3 separate regions of the Hordeum vulgare genome follow, and regions 1 and 2 are each linked to region 3. The links are chromatin contacts, called in public Hi-C and HiChIP or PLAC-seq maps. All regions are on one chromosome and are shown on one strand. The core of a region is the stretch at or near the end of the contact, and the rest is flanking DNA. Distances in the headings are between cores, read along the strand shown.

Evidence for each region. Hi-C and Micro-C count contacts between places; a contact is called where the count stands out from the background. HiChIP or PLAC-seq counts read pairs in DNA pulled down with a chosen protein or histone mark.
Region 1: a Hi-C map of leaf shows a contact between it and region 3, with 3 times the contacts expected there. The contact joins the promoter of LOC123396000 here to the promoter of LOC123396943 in region 3. A contact is called at or near these places in 2 of 6 Hi-C or Micro-C datasets (leaf and seedling) and 1 of 1 datasets of contacts at active chromatin or transcription factors (embryo).
Region 2: an H3K4me3 HiChIP or PLAC-seq map of embryo shows a contact between it and region 3, with 2.3 times the contacts expected there. The contact joins the promoter of LOC123396849 here to the promoter of LOC123396943 in region 3. A contact is called at or near these places in 1 of 6 Hi-C or Micro-C datasets (seedling) and 1 of 1 datasets of contacts at active chromatin or transcription factors (embryo).

The regions. Positions count from the first base shown.
Region 1 is chr5H:429,673,870-429,677,527 of MorexV3_pseudomolecules_assembly, forward strand. LOC123396000 (protein GAMETE EXPRESSED 1-like) reads right to left here and starts at 1,866. Exons shown (of 6, transcript XM_045091025.1): 1 at 1,772-1,866; 2 at 1-633. The coding sequence starts at 569.
Region 2 is chr5H:429,632,746-429,636,495 of MorexV3_pseudomolecules_assembly, forward strand. It overlaps LOC123396849 (probable GTP diphosphokinase RSH3, chloroplastic), which reads right to left and starts at 2,359. Exons shown (of 6, transcript XM_045091648.1): 1 at 1,193-2,359; 2 at 904-1,089; 3 at 1-410. The coding sequence starts at 1,891.
Region 3 is chr5H:429,810,024-429,813,912 of MorexV3_pseudomolecules_assembly, forward strand. It overlaps LOC123396943 (thiol protease aleurain), which reads right to left and starts at 2,066. Exons shown (of 8, transcript XM_045091699.1): 1 at 1,767-2,066; 2 at 1,523-1,644; 3 at 1,309-1,427; 4 at 649-722. The coding sequence starts at 1,966.

The sequences.
Region 1 (3,658 bases), core at 616-3,115, 140 kb before region 3:
ACCTCCAGCTTCTCCTCCGCCGACTTGGAGGACCTCGTGAGGTCGTTCACCAGCCGCTCCGTGCTGTGCTTGAAGGCCTCCGCCTGCAGCTGGTGGCACAGCGTGTTGGTCTCCAGGAAGAACTCGAGGAACACCTTGCTCTCGGAGTCGCCCAGATTCTTGCGGCAGTGCACCATCCTGGACCCGCCGGCGCAGGACGGGAAGGCCGGCCGGCCAGAGTCCTCCTGGTAGCAGCTGCTGAGGTGCCACGCGAGGCGCGCCTGACGCTCCTTGTCGGCCATGATCTCGCCGCAGCCGGCGAAGAGGTTGCGGTACGCCTCCTGCCAGCAGTTCTTGGGCCCCGCGAGCTTGTTCCGCGCGTTCTCCAGCAGCTTCAGCCCTCGCGGGTTGTTGGTGCCGTCCATTGAGAAGTCGGCCACCGCGCCGTCGAGCTCCATCATCGGGGCCCGGTCACCGGCCGCCGAGGACGACCGTGACGAGAAAATGTTCCATGATAGCCCGCTGCTCCGCCGAGGGCATAGCCACAAGCAGGCCAAAATCAACAGCACAAACGATGCATTTTTCCTCATGGCTCTGGTCGAACCAGAAAAACAGTGATCTTGAGTCAGAGGTCGATTCCGGTGCAAATCTTCCCTGGCAAAGACAAGGATGGTCAAGAAGGCGAGAATTAAAACGTATTCACTGGATGCAGATTGTTCTCATGCTCGCATCATAATTCGTAGTATTAAACTCTGAAATTCTTGATTAATTACCAAATTAAAGAGGCGAGATCAAAATTCCAACTTCTTGGTGCCAATTACTCGATCACGTACGATAAAACCCAACTAGCAGTTCCAGCCTAAAGCGATCAGGCAAACTTCCCGCTGCAACAAACGGGATGGACGATCGTCTCCCCAGCAGAAGAAGAACAGAGAGAGGCAACGGGCTGTTGCAGATGTGTGCCCTGCCGTGTGAAAGGGGGGCCGGATAAATATAGTGCTCCGCGTTTCTTCCCCGGCAAGGCAGAGGTCAGATCCGATCGGAGATTTACAAGGGAAAAAAAAATAGTAGGTCGGTTTGGGGACTTTTGACACCACGGATGAAAGGGACCCGCGCGCGCACTCGCACTAGCACTCATGCAGTGAGCAATGGCGGTTTCGTCCTCTTCCTTTGGAGTTCCCTTGTAAAGTTAGTTAATCAATCCTCGACACAACTGGCAACTGGGGATGTCGATGGAAATGCCGAAAGAGAAGAGAGCTCAGAGATCTCTTGCCATGCTATGTTCCGTTCCCGGCAAGGAAGCTCTGTTAATTGCAGTAAACCACCAGTTGGATCCCAAGTTCCCAACCAACTAATGTTAAGTCGGCGCCATTGTAGGTCGGTGGCACTGCCTTATTCCACAAGATTCAGAGGGAGCAGGCCCAGCCATGTCAGAGCGAAGCAATCCCCCCTTTCTCCTACCCGGGACGACGTACGCGGCATTGTGTTGAGTACTGAGCACTGACTGACATGAACGCCGGAGCATGTGGTTCTAAAACCATCTTATAGAAAATGAAGCTCTTGTATGCAAGAAACACTAGGATCTACTGTACTTAATTCATCTAAACAGACACCACGGTCTACGGCTGGGTTCGTGAACCGCGCCGCATCGCAGCCATGCACCGGTGAACAAGCAGAGGAAATTAGAGAGAGACTCGGTCGCAAAACCAGAATTGGCAAGAAACTAGGCGCCATTCCATCACTCGGAAAAGAGAAGAGCGGCGGGGAGAATGATCTGCGGGAGGGAACTCACCGGCGGTGGCGAATCAGACCGTTGGCTTGGGTGGAGGCGATGGTGGGGAGGGGAGGAGCGTCCTGACGACAGCAGGGGACGATCGAGACAGGGACCGGCGGGGCGGGTGAGTGGCGCGCATATATATAGTGGGGGTGGCCGGCTGTGGTTTGGACGTTTGGTAGAAGAAGAAGCAGACGAGAAAGAAACTGGCGGGGCCGGCGCGGTGAAAACGTCGCGTTGGTTCGCGCGGAAGGGCGCTTCCTCCCCGCGTACGAAAGAAAATGGGAACAGTGGTCGAGAGCCGCACCGCCGCGTGGTTAAATTTGGTCACTCGTTACGCCCGTTCAGTGGAGAGACGCGACCTCATCACGGACAGGATCTGTACTAAGTAGTAGTACTACCGTCCATATTTACCAGCGTGCTGGCATTTCCGCGAAATGCAAAACTTGTGATTAGATTTTTTTTGGGGCTAAAACTTGTGATTAGATGAACACTTTGGGGAAATGGTGGAAGCAGATCACTCGTGTATGCAGTTAGGCAGATAAAGCAACTAGTACGAAAGGTGGATGGCGTTCCTCACGTCTATCTCGTCTCCCTTGCCGCAGGCACGCCCACAGCGGCGCTCCTCGTCCCCCTGCACGATCGTGTGCCGCAAGCCACACCCGGGGTGGGCATTCTCGGGCCTGGGCCCGTGTCGAGCGTCGGGCAGGGAGAGGCCCCGGCCCCGCTAAGGGAAGGCCCGCGTGCTACAGGAAGCGGCGATAGGGTTTCGGTGATATCCCCACCCACCCCCGCAGCGTCGCCCATTCCAGATCTCGCCTCCCTCTTCGGCCACTTCTGGGGGAAAAGCTAGGGTTTCGCCACCTAGGGTTTCGCCTTCCTTCGGCTGGTGGGAGGGGAAGGTTGGAGGGGATAGTAGATCATTCGTCGAGGTGACAGCGTCGCCGCCGCGGAATCCACCCATGGCAGGGCGAGAGATGGGTGGTCGTGGGTTCCGCGGAGATGGAGGTGGAGAAGGTCGATTCGGGCGCGGTGGACGTGGTGGTCGGATCGGACCTGGAGGAGGTCGCGGCCACGGCGGAGGCGGAGGCGGTCGCAACATGGTGTGGACGCGCGAAGCCGAAGACGGCGGGCAAAACTCTTCCAACGTAGATCCACGACATGGTGTTTCCGACAAGGCCAGATGGGAGGCGGCGGCCATGGAGGTGCAAGGAGGAGCCCGCGGGGAGAAGTGGGGCGACAACAGCACCCAGGTCCCCGCGGGTGGATCTGCGGGGGGAAGACTTCAGGAGACGCGTCGACAACATCTTCATCAACCTCCTGATCATCGACATCCTACTCCCGGCAAGAGGAACGCCTCTCCACTAGTGGGAGGCACTGAGGTTTGCGTCACTTGCAAGGATCCTGAGCACTTGCCTATTTGCTGTCCGCGTGCTATCTGTGGTAGATGCGGGATTCATGGACATCTGGCCCCTATATGCAATAATGTTCTTCCATGGGAGTGCGTAGCACCCATGTGTGGGTTCCGGCAGAGGGGAAGGCCTTTTTCTATATCCATGATCATAGTACGCCCAACCAGACTACTGATAGGAACATGTTTATTGTGATTTCGGTGGTTGAGGGTCATGCATCTGGTAGACAGTTGGAGAATTTTTTTAACACATATATCAATACTAATTGGAGGTGCTCGACCAGATCTATTGGCCCTAATACCTTTGTTATGAGATTTCCATCTCCTAGAGATGTGGATAAACTTGCTTTGCTGAAAGTATGAACGTTAAGAGCTGTGGTGCTGTGATTAATCTGAGAAAATGGTCTGAATCTGTGGGGGCTAAAGGGTTGTTGAATGTTGCTTGGGTCAATGTGAGTAACATTCCTCTAGATAAGAGACATGAGAAGAATATT
Region 2 (3,750 bases), core at 1,109-3,608, 180 kb before region 3:
TTGTGATATGAGATGCCTGCTTCCCTCAGACCTTCATCCAGTGTATCCACAGCAGATGTGATTAGTGCCTCATCAAAGGTTTCTGCGAATTTTGATGACAGCTCCTTGTGCTCTTCCGGGTTCAAGTGCTTGAAGCAAAGATTTTCCAGCTGGTCTTTCCAGCTAGCAATCCCCAATCGATTGGCCAAAGGCACAAAGATCTCCATGGTCTCCTTCGCAAATCTTTGTTGTTTGACCAAAGGCAAGGCTTCTAAGGTCCTCATGTTATGCACACGATCTGCTAGCTTTATTAGAACAGCCCGTGCATCGGCCATTGCAAGGAGCATTGTATGCAAGCGATCTGCTTCAGCAGTTCTGCTTGCCGTGTTGTTATCACGAGCAAGCTTGCTCAAGTGGCTCAGCTTCGAAACCTGAACAGATTAAGACAGAAACTATCAGCTTGCAAAATCAGAACACGGCAGCCAAGCTATCAAAAGTATGAAACAGTAGATTGAAACCCACACTACATGCCATTAAAGTGAAGTTTCTGCGTGCCAAATAATTTTCTAATGGTGTTGAATTCTTTTGGAGTATGATCAAAGCAAAAGCACAGATTAAAGAACAGAGTAAACATAGCACAACTTTTGTTACTATCATATATAAAAGTCATATGCGTTGGGCTTCATCCAAGAATTTTTATTAGCAAATGATACGATAATGAAGGTGAAAGGGAAATGCGCATGATCATTTGGCTTAAATATAGGGAGGCATGCTGCAGGCCGTCATAATTTAGATCACAATAATTGCAGTAGATCCAGCCAACAGCTTGAGGATACCAAAGAATACGAATGCACTAACTACCAAACCCATTATCCGGATCCCTCTAAAACAATGGTCAAAATCCATGAGAAGAGGAACACGTACCCCTTCCACGAGATCAGCCACGCCAGCACCGAACATGTGGAAGATGTGATCGTAATCCACGAACGAATCATCAATGGTGTCGTGCAGAAGCCCAGCAGAGACGACCGTGGCGCTCGCTCCGATCTTTGCCAGCAGCACGGCCGTCTCCACGCAATGTTGCAAGAATGGATCGCCGCTCGCCCTCGTCTAATCATAGAACAAGAACAAACCAAACGAGATTTAGTGATCATAATCCAGAAATTAATATTGAACAGGCGGGGAAAGTGATAATCGGGTCGCGGGGCTTCACCTGGCCATGGTGAGCCTTCTCGGCCTCGAAGAAAGCCTTCACCACGAGTTCCTCGTGGAAGATGCGGTGGCGAGCCTGAGCACCGGCGAGGAGCTCCTGGGCGTAGGGCTCGCAGGCGGGGCTCGCCCCCGCGAGGTTCTCGTCGAGCTCGAACGCGAGCTCGCCGCCGCCGACCTCGGGCCGCGGGCTGGTGGCCGGGACGTAGTCGATGCAGGAGCCGAGCGCGTTGCGCACGAAGCCGGAGAAGAGGCGGTCGCGCTCGCGGCCGGTGAGCCAGGAGGCCGACGACGGGCTCCGGGAAGCCGGCGAGGACGAGGGCCCCTGGAAGACCGAGACCGGGCTGTGGTGGTGGTGGTGGATGTCGCGCCACTTGAGCGGCGAGGGCGAGTGGGAGTAGCCGCCGCCGCCACCGCCACCGCCGAAGCTGAGGTCGTCGGATCCGTCGTGCCAGAGCGCGCCGAGCTCGTCGTGCGCCGGGGCGCGGGGCGGCGCGGCGGCCGCGGCCGGGGAGGAGAAGAGGCAGGAGAGGCCGCCGGCGCCGGCGCCGGCGGCCGGGCGGTGGGAGGCGGCCGGCGGGGGCGGGGCCGCGGTGCTGCACGGCGACGAGCCGCGCGAGCCCGGGTCGAACTCGGAGGAGGAGGAGGAGGAGTAGGCGGCGCCCGGCGGGGTGGTGTACAGGGAAATCGCCGACAGGGACATGGTCGCCAGAACCAGAGATACTGCCTCCGACGAGCTCGAATCGGAACTCACAGCCTCTCAACTGCGCACCAAACTGGACGGCGGCGCCGAGGATCCCAGCGGAGACGAACCCGAACCAGGGGGGCGGAAGAGCGCGCGCGAATTTGGCGTCAGATTCTGGCCTCAGCGAGGTGGAGTCGACGCATTCGGGGGAGGCTCCTGGACGGAGGAAGGAATCGGGAGCTCGAAGAACCGGGGCTGCTTTGGGGGTGGAATCGAGGCTGCGGAGGAGGGATTGGGCGCTGGATTTTGGATCCTCTGGCGTGGGCTAATGAAGGGGATTTGGGGGCGGGGGCGAGCCTATCCCGTGCGCGTGAGGGAGAAGCGAGGAGCAGGAATTGGGGAATAATTTCGTCGCGTGTTTATTCTGGGGCCGGGTTGGGTTGGGGTTGCTTGCGCTGCGTTCGCGGCGTGTGGATTTTGGTGCGTCAAGTGAAGGAATCCAGGGCCCTCGTTGCTAATTATAGGAAGGCGGCAGGGGGGTATGAATGTCCGAACTGCCCTCCGGGGAGCAGGAATCTCGCGTTATTATCTGCGTGCACAGGAATTCGGGTCTAGTGCCATAAATTTACCATGTCGGCTTATTGCCTAGTACTTCATCCGTTCTCCTCCATCCGTTCTTAAATATAAGTCTTTGTAGAGGTTTCATTAATAGACTCCTAGTAAAATATTTTAAAAGACTTATATTTAAGAATGAAGGGAGGAAAATATAACTCTCTCAACTTTTTACTAGTTTTAATATAAAATTATACTAAGTTTAAAACAATTATTTTAAAACGGAGGAAGTACACGGTTTACAATTCCCACTCGATCAAGTGGCATTATCAATATTGTTTTCGAACATACGTCATTCCATGGGTACAATGGCATATACAGTGCATAGACTCAGGGTAATGCTTAATATGCCAGATATGATCGGATGGTAGGAGGCGGGTGTTTGAAGAGAAAATGTATGGTCCGATGTAAAAAGCTGAAAAGTTAGAATGGAAAGTAGAGATGCATGTGTATTAGAGTTTTTATTTTTTATTCTTTGATGGGGCATCCTGATGATAGCTTGCATTGGAGAGAAAAAAATCAATATAGATGTCTCAAGCTACCTTTTTATCATGGGGCAAGTGTACTCATATGCCATCATTGTACATGTCTAAAGGCATGTGCAAATGCAAGTCTCTTAATGTGGTTTCATAGTCATTTTGCTTATGTCACATTGTATTTATTGAAAAAAGATAGTGAGGTTGTATCTTAGCTAACATACAACATTGGCACGTGGTCATGGGCAAAAAAAATGCTAACCCAATCACATGCATGCATGAACCACAAATCATTAAATTTAGATACATCACATAAGCCTATTCATAGTGGGAAGTATCATATAGTAGTATCATGCATATGAAATTATGTTTGATAATATCTTCATAGTGCATAGTATCGTAAACTAATATCATAAATGGTCTCATTTATTTACATGCATGACACATAGTACCGTTGCATTTAGCATGATACCATATCTACCTATGTTACTCTAACCCCCTCTCTCTTTTTTAATTATTTGTCACATAAGCATGTTTGATAGTCCCAAGGATATGATACTAGCTATGATACCCCGTTATGGCCAGCCTAAGATACATTGCATTGTCCTGGTTGTTTCTTATGTTTTTATTACGTATATGATTACGTATTAAGAGACGATGCATTGACACATGCCTAAACTTCATGTAAGAAGCGACAAAGAGGCTCATTAAGGCATGTTCAATGGTTGATACTAAGACAATCTTATCTTTAAGTTTGCATGTAATTTGAAGATGAAAAATATGTTTAGA
Region 3 (3,889 bases), core at 816-3,315:
CGATATTTGAAAGATATATTACTTCTATTTAGATGTGGGAATAATGAACAGGAGGCATGAAAGGCCCCACAAGATAGCGACTGGTCACCAAACACCAACTGAAAGAAGACCATGAAATCAATGTACTATACATAATTATATTAGTTGCTCAGTTATTTATTTATTTATTTATTTGCTCGCATGTCACACGAGCGCAGTATTTTAACTCCATTGCTGTACACTTCCAAATAATTCATGATTGTGTCTGATGAAAAAGATCTCAAGTATACTCAACCACCGCTCTTGAGAGCCAGCATTTTTCAACTATGGCAATGGATTGATCTGTCGGTCCCCATCCTGGGCCATCAGATGCAGTTTTTAATACTAGTACTTTATTAGAAGCAGCACGATTCAAAGGCGCGTCCACACATATTACTTTGAGGGCGATGATTGAATTGAAGTCTCTTTGTTCTATGGCGCAGACAATTAACTGGATCGGATCGATCATTCTACTTCCTGTCGGATATCATATAGTATGAACGTCAAGTTGAAAAACACCAGATTTGAGCACGCTTCACCATGAGCAGGCACAGTATTGGGCACACATTGGTTATTACTGATACAGGAGCACGTGTGGGAAAAAAAAAACTGCAGAAATTCATTAGTTACCTGAACGTCCAGCAGGAGCCGCAATGGGCCTGGTTTTTGACGGGGCTGACGATCCCATCCTCCCTCCAGTCTTTCTGCAGCAATGACAACATCACTTACTCCCCACATTAATGGAGTCGATTGGTACGTACACCAACTCTGCTGCTTGCTGGATCAAGCGACATAATACTTGCAAATTAAGCGTCAACGGCTACAACAGGATATAGTCTATGCTATATATACACTCGTCTTCGCACAACCATACTAGTTATAAATAGCAAGAAATGTTGTGCGGCAATCCTTAATTACCACCATGCTACTTGGCAAATTAACATTTCCTGCTCTTTCATTGGCTGGTGTACATACGATAGAAGTAACTTTTAACTACAATATGTGCCGGGACCGTGGAAAATACAGTGACGAGCAAAATCCTGCAGCAATTCAGGCAAACCAGAAAGCTCGACAGATAGCTGGTTTGAAACCCAAATAAATTACTTATCCTGGCTTTCGAACGGAGGATTGACATCGACTGAAACTGACCATGTGACCCTGCTCGTCCTCAGCAACCGTTACTAACGTTACAATACAGGGACCATTCCTACGCAGCTACGCTACCAACAGTTCATAATTAATTGATGGGATGTTCTGCGGTGAGAGTAGTAAGTAAAACTTGGCACTTACGGTCTCCGGGAGCGCGGCGGCGTCCCGCATGAGGTGGTTGCCGGCGAGCGTCGCCGAGCAGGTCTGCGCCGCGCCGAGACGGGTCGCCTGGAACTCCTCCCAGCTCATGTCCGAGAAGCCTGCGGGACGACAGCAAAAGCGACGAGCGTTTAGAGGAGGACCCGGCGGGGCCGGAAGCGGGCGGCGGGGATTAGAGGATGGTCGGGGGTCGTACGGTTGATGCCGAGGCGGTAGGGGAGGCCCTTCCGGTTGGTGGAGCGCACCTCCTCGAGGCTCTCGGAGAAGATCCGGAACCGCCTCCGCACCTCCGCCGCGCTCTCGTAGCTCTTGCCGTACCTGCGAAAGCGGATCGAACGGACCGGCCGGGACGTCAGCTGCCATGAGGGACGGCGGCGGCCGGACAGACGGAGAATCGACGGCTGGGCGGAGGATTGGGGGTGCGTAGCAGTAGCACGGACCTGACGGCGAAGCGCGCGAAGCGGAGGGCGTGGCGGGTGCGGCCGAGCGCGCCGAGGACGGCGGACTCGAGCGTCGAGGCGGCGCGGTCGGTGACGGGCCGGATCGGGTTGGAGTCGGCGAAGGAGGAGGAGGAGGCGACGGCGACGGCGGCCGTGGCCAGGACGGCGAGCGCCAGGAGGAGGACGCGGGCGTGGGCCATTTCGTTTCGCCGGCGGATAGGTGGCAGTATTTTACTGGGTTGGGTAGGCGGGCGGGAGGAGCTCGCGTCCCGGTGCCGGGGGTTTTATATATCGGGGCGCGCACCGGGGCACGCTTGACCACTTGTTTGAGACTCTGTACGCAGAGGATATTTGTGATCTGCAGTAAGTATAATCTACTTACTCTAGCGAGGATTATTCTTTGTCTCAATATTCAAGAGCCAAAATACCAGGCGTGGCACACATGTGCGGCTATGTACTAAGGGCATCTCCAACACCCTCAAATTTGCTCCTGTATCTATCCACTGACAAGGTACAATTCGCAGTCTCCCACATACGGATGCGAAATCTAACCATCTAACGTTACATGTATACAATTCTTCAAACAGTAGTTTAAATTCATGCAAACCAGCTGGTTTTCATATAAATCGAAACCCATTCGTTATAAATCAGACATGTTTCATTAAGAAAAGAGCAGTTAGAGCAAGTCCAACGGACGATCTAAACGGACGGCGAATTTGTTCGTTTTTTGTCTGTTTGGGTCGGCCGTCCGGCTGGCCTCCGTCCTGTTTTAGATTTAGGTACGCAGTGCGTCCAATTCGTCGACCCATTTTATGTCCGCAATCAACATTTAAGAAAAGGCCCGTCACCGGTCATGCGAGCGGCAATGTCTCATGTCAGCATCATGCCAAAAGATGAAGCTCGCGAGCCGGCCGACACACATGCCAGCACATAAAAAGGGTGGGACTTGAGTTCGACCACGCCATCGCGGCCCCCGTGGTCATGCCAGCACACCTGCCGGCATCCAAAAAAGATGGCGCTCGCCGCCATAGATCACTCCTCGTCGAACTTGAGCATGTCGGTCTGCATCTTCTCGAACCACGACCTCTTCCTTGGCGACACGGTGTTGACATCCACCTTCATGATCTCCACCCCTGTCATCATGCTCGCGAGAGCCACTTCTTTGGCCTTGGTCTTGGCGTTGACGACCTCGGTGTCTAGCATCTTGGATTCCTTCTCCGCCTCCAACTCGACGGGGAACTCATGGTCGAGAGGGAAGCCGTCCAGGTTCAGGCCGACTTGATCACGCATGAAGGTGGCCTGATCTTCATTCTAGCCAGCGGGCGATGTGAACGCCACTCGGCCATCCTGGCTTTATGTCTCGTCGGGATCGAAGCCAGCGGCCTGCGCACCACCCTCGAAGATCATGTTCTGCATGTAGTCGTCGTCGCCGGCGGGCCACATTCCGTCGAACAGGTTGCGCGTGCCCGGCAGCTGGTCAGCTGGCGTCTGCCGCACGCGTTTCCTCGCGCCCCCAGCTGATGAGCCAGCGGCCACCGGTGCAGCGTTAAGGTCGATGGGCGCGGGCACGGGCGTGGAAGACGCGATCACGCTCACCTCGGGCGAGCACTCCCCCGAGAGGCGGGAGGCCTGCGGGTAGATGTGGAAGCCGGGCACCGGGTTGCAAGCCGACGTGTCGGGCGAGTCGGCCAGCACCGTCCGAGGGAAGGCAGATGAGCCGGTGCTGACCGCGGCGGCCACGACAGCGTTGACAAGGCCGTGCTGGCTAGGGTTTAACCCCAGCATGCAGAGCGCCTCCCTCGTTGCCGCCGCGACGCAGGCATTGGTGACCCGTTGCTGCGCGGCGGCCGCCGCGATGGCTTCATCCCTCGCGTCCGCCGCGTGCCTCCGGTCCTTCCTATTGGCCGACTCATTTGCCCGTTGTTCGAGCGTCAGCACCTTCTTCGGCTTCGGCGCTGCGGCCTTCCGGGGGGGCGAGGCTTGCCTTTGCCGGACGAGGCGAGGGAGGTGAGGACGGTGTTGGAAATATGCCCTAGAGGCAATAACAAATTGGTTATTATTATATTTATTTGTTCATAATAATCGTTTATTATCCATGATAGAATTGTATTGATTGGAAACTC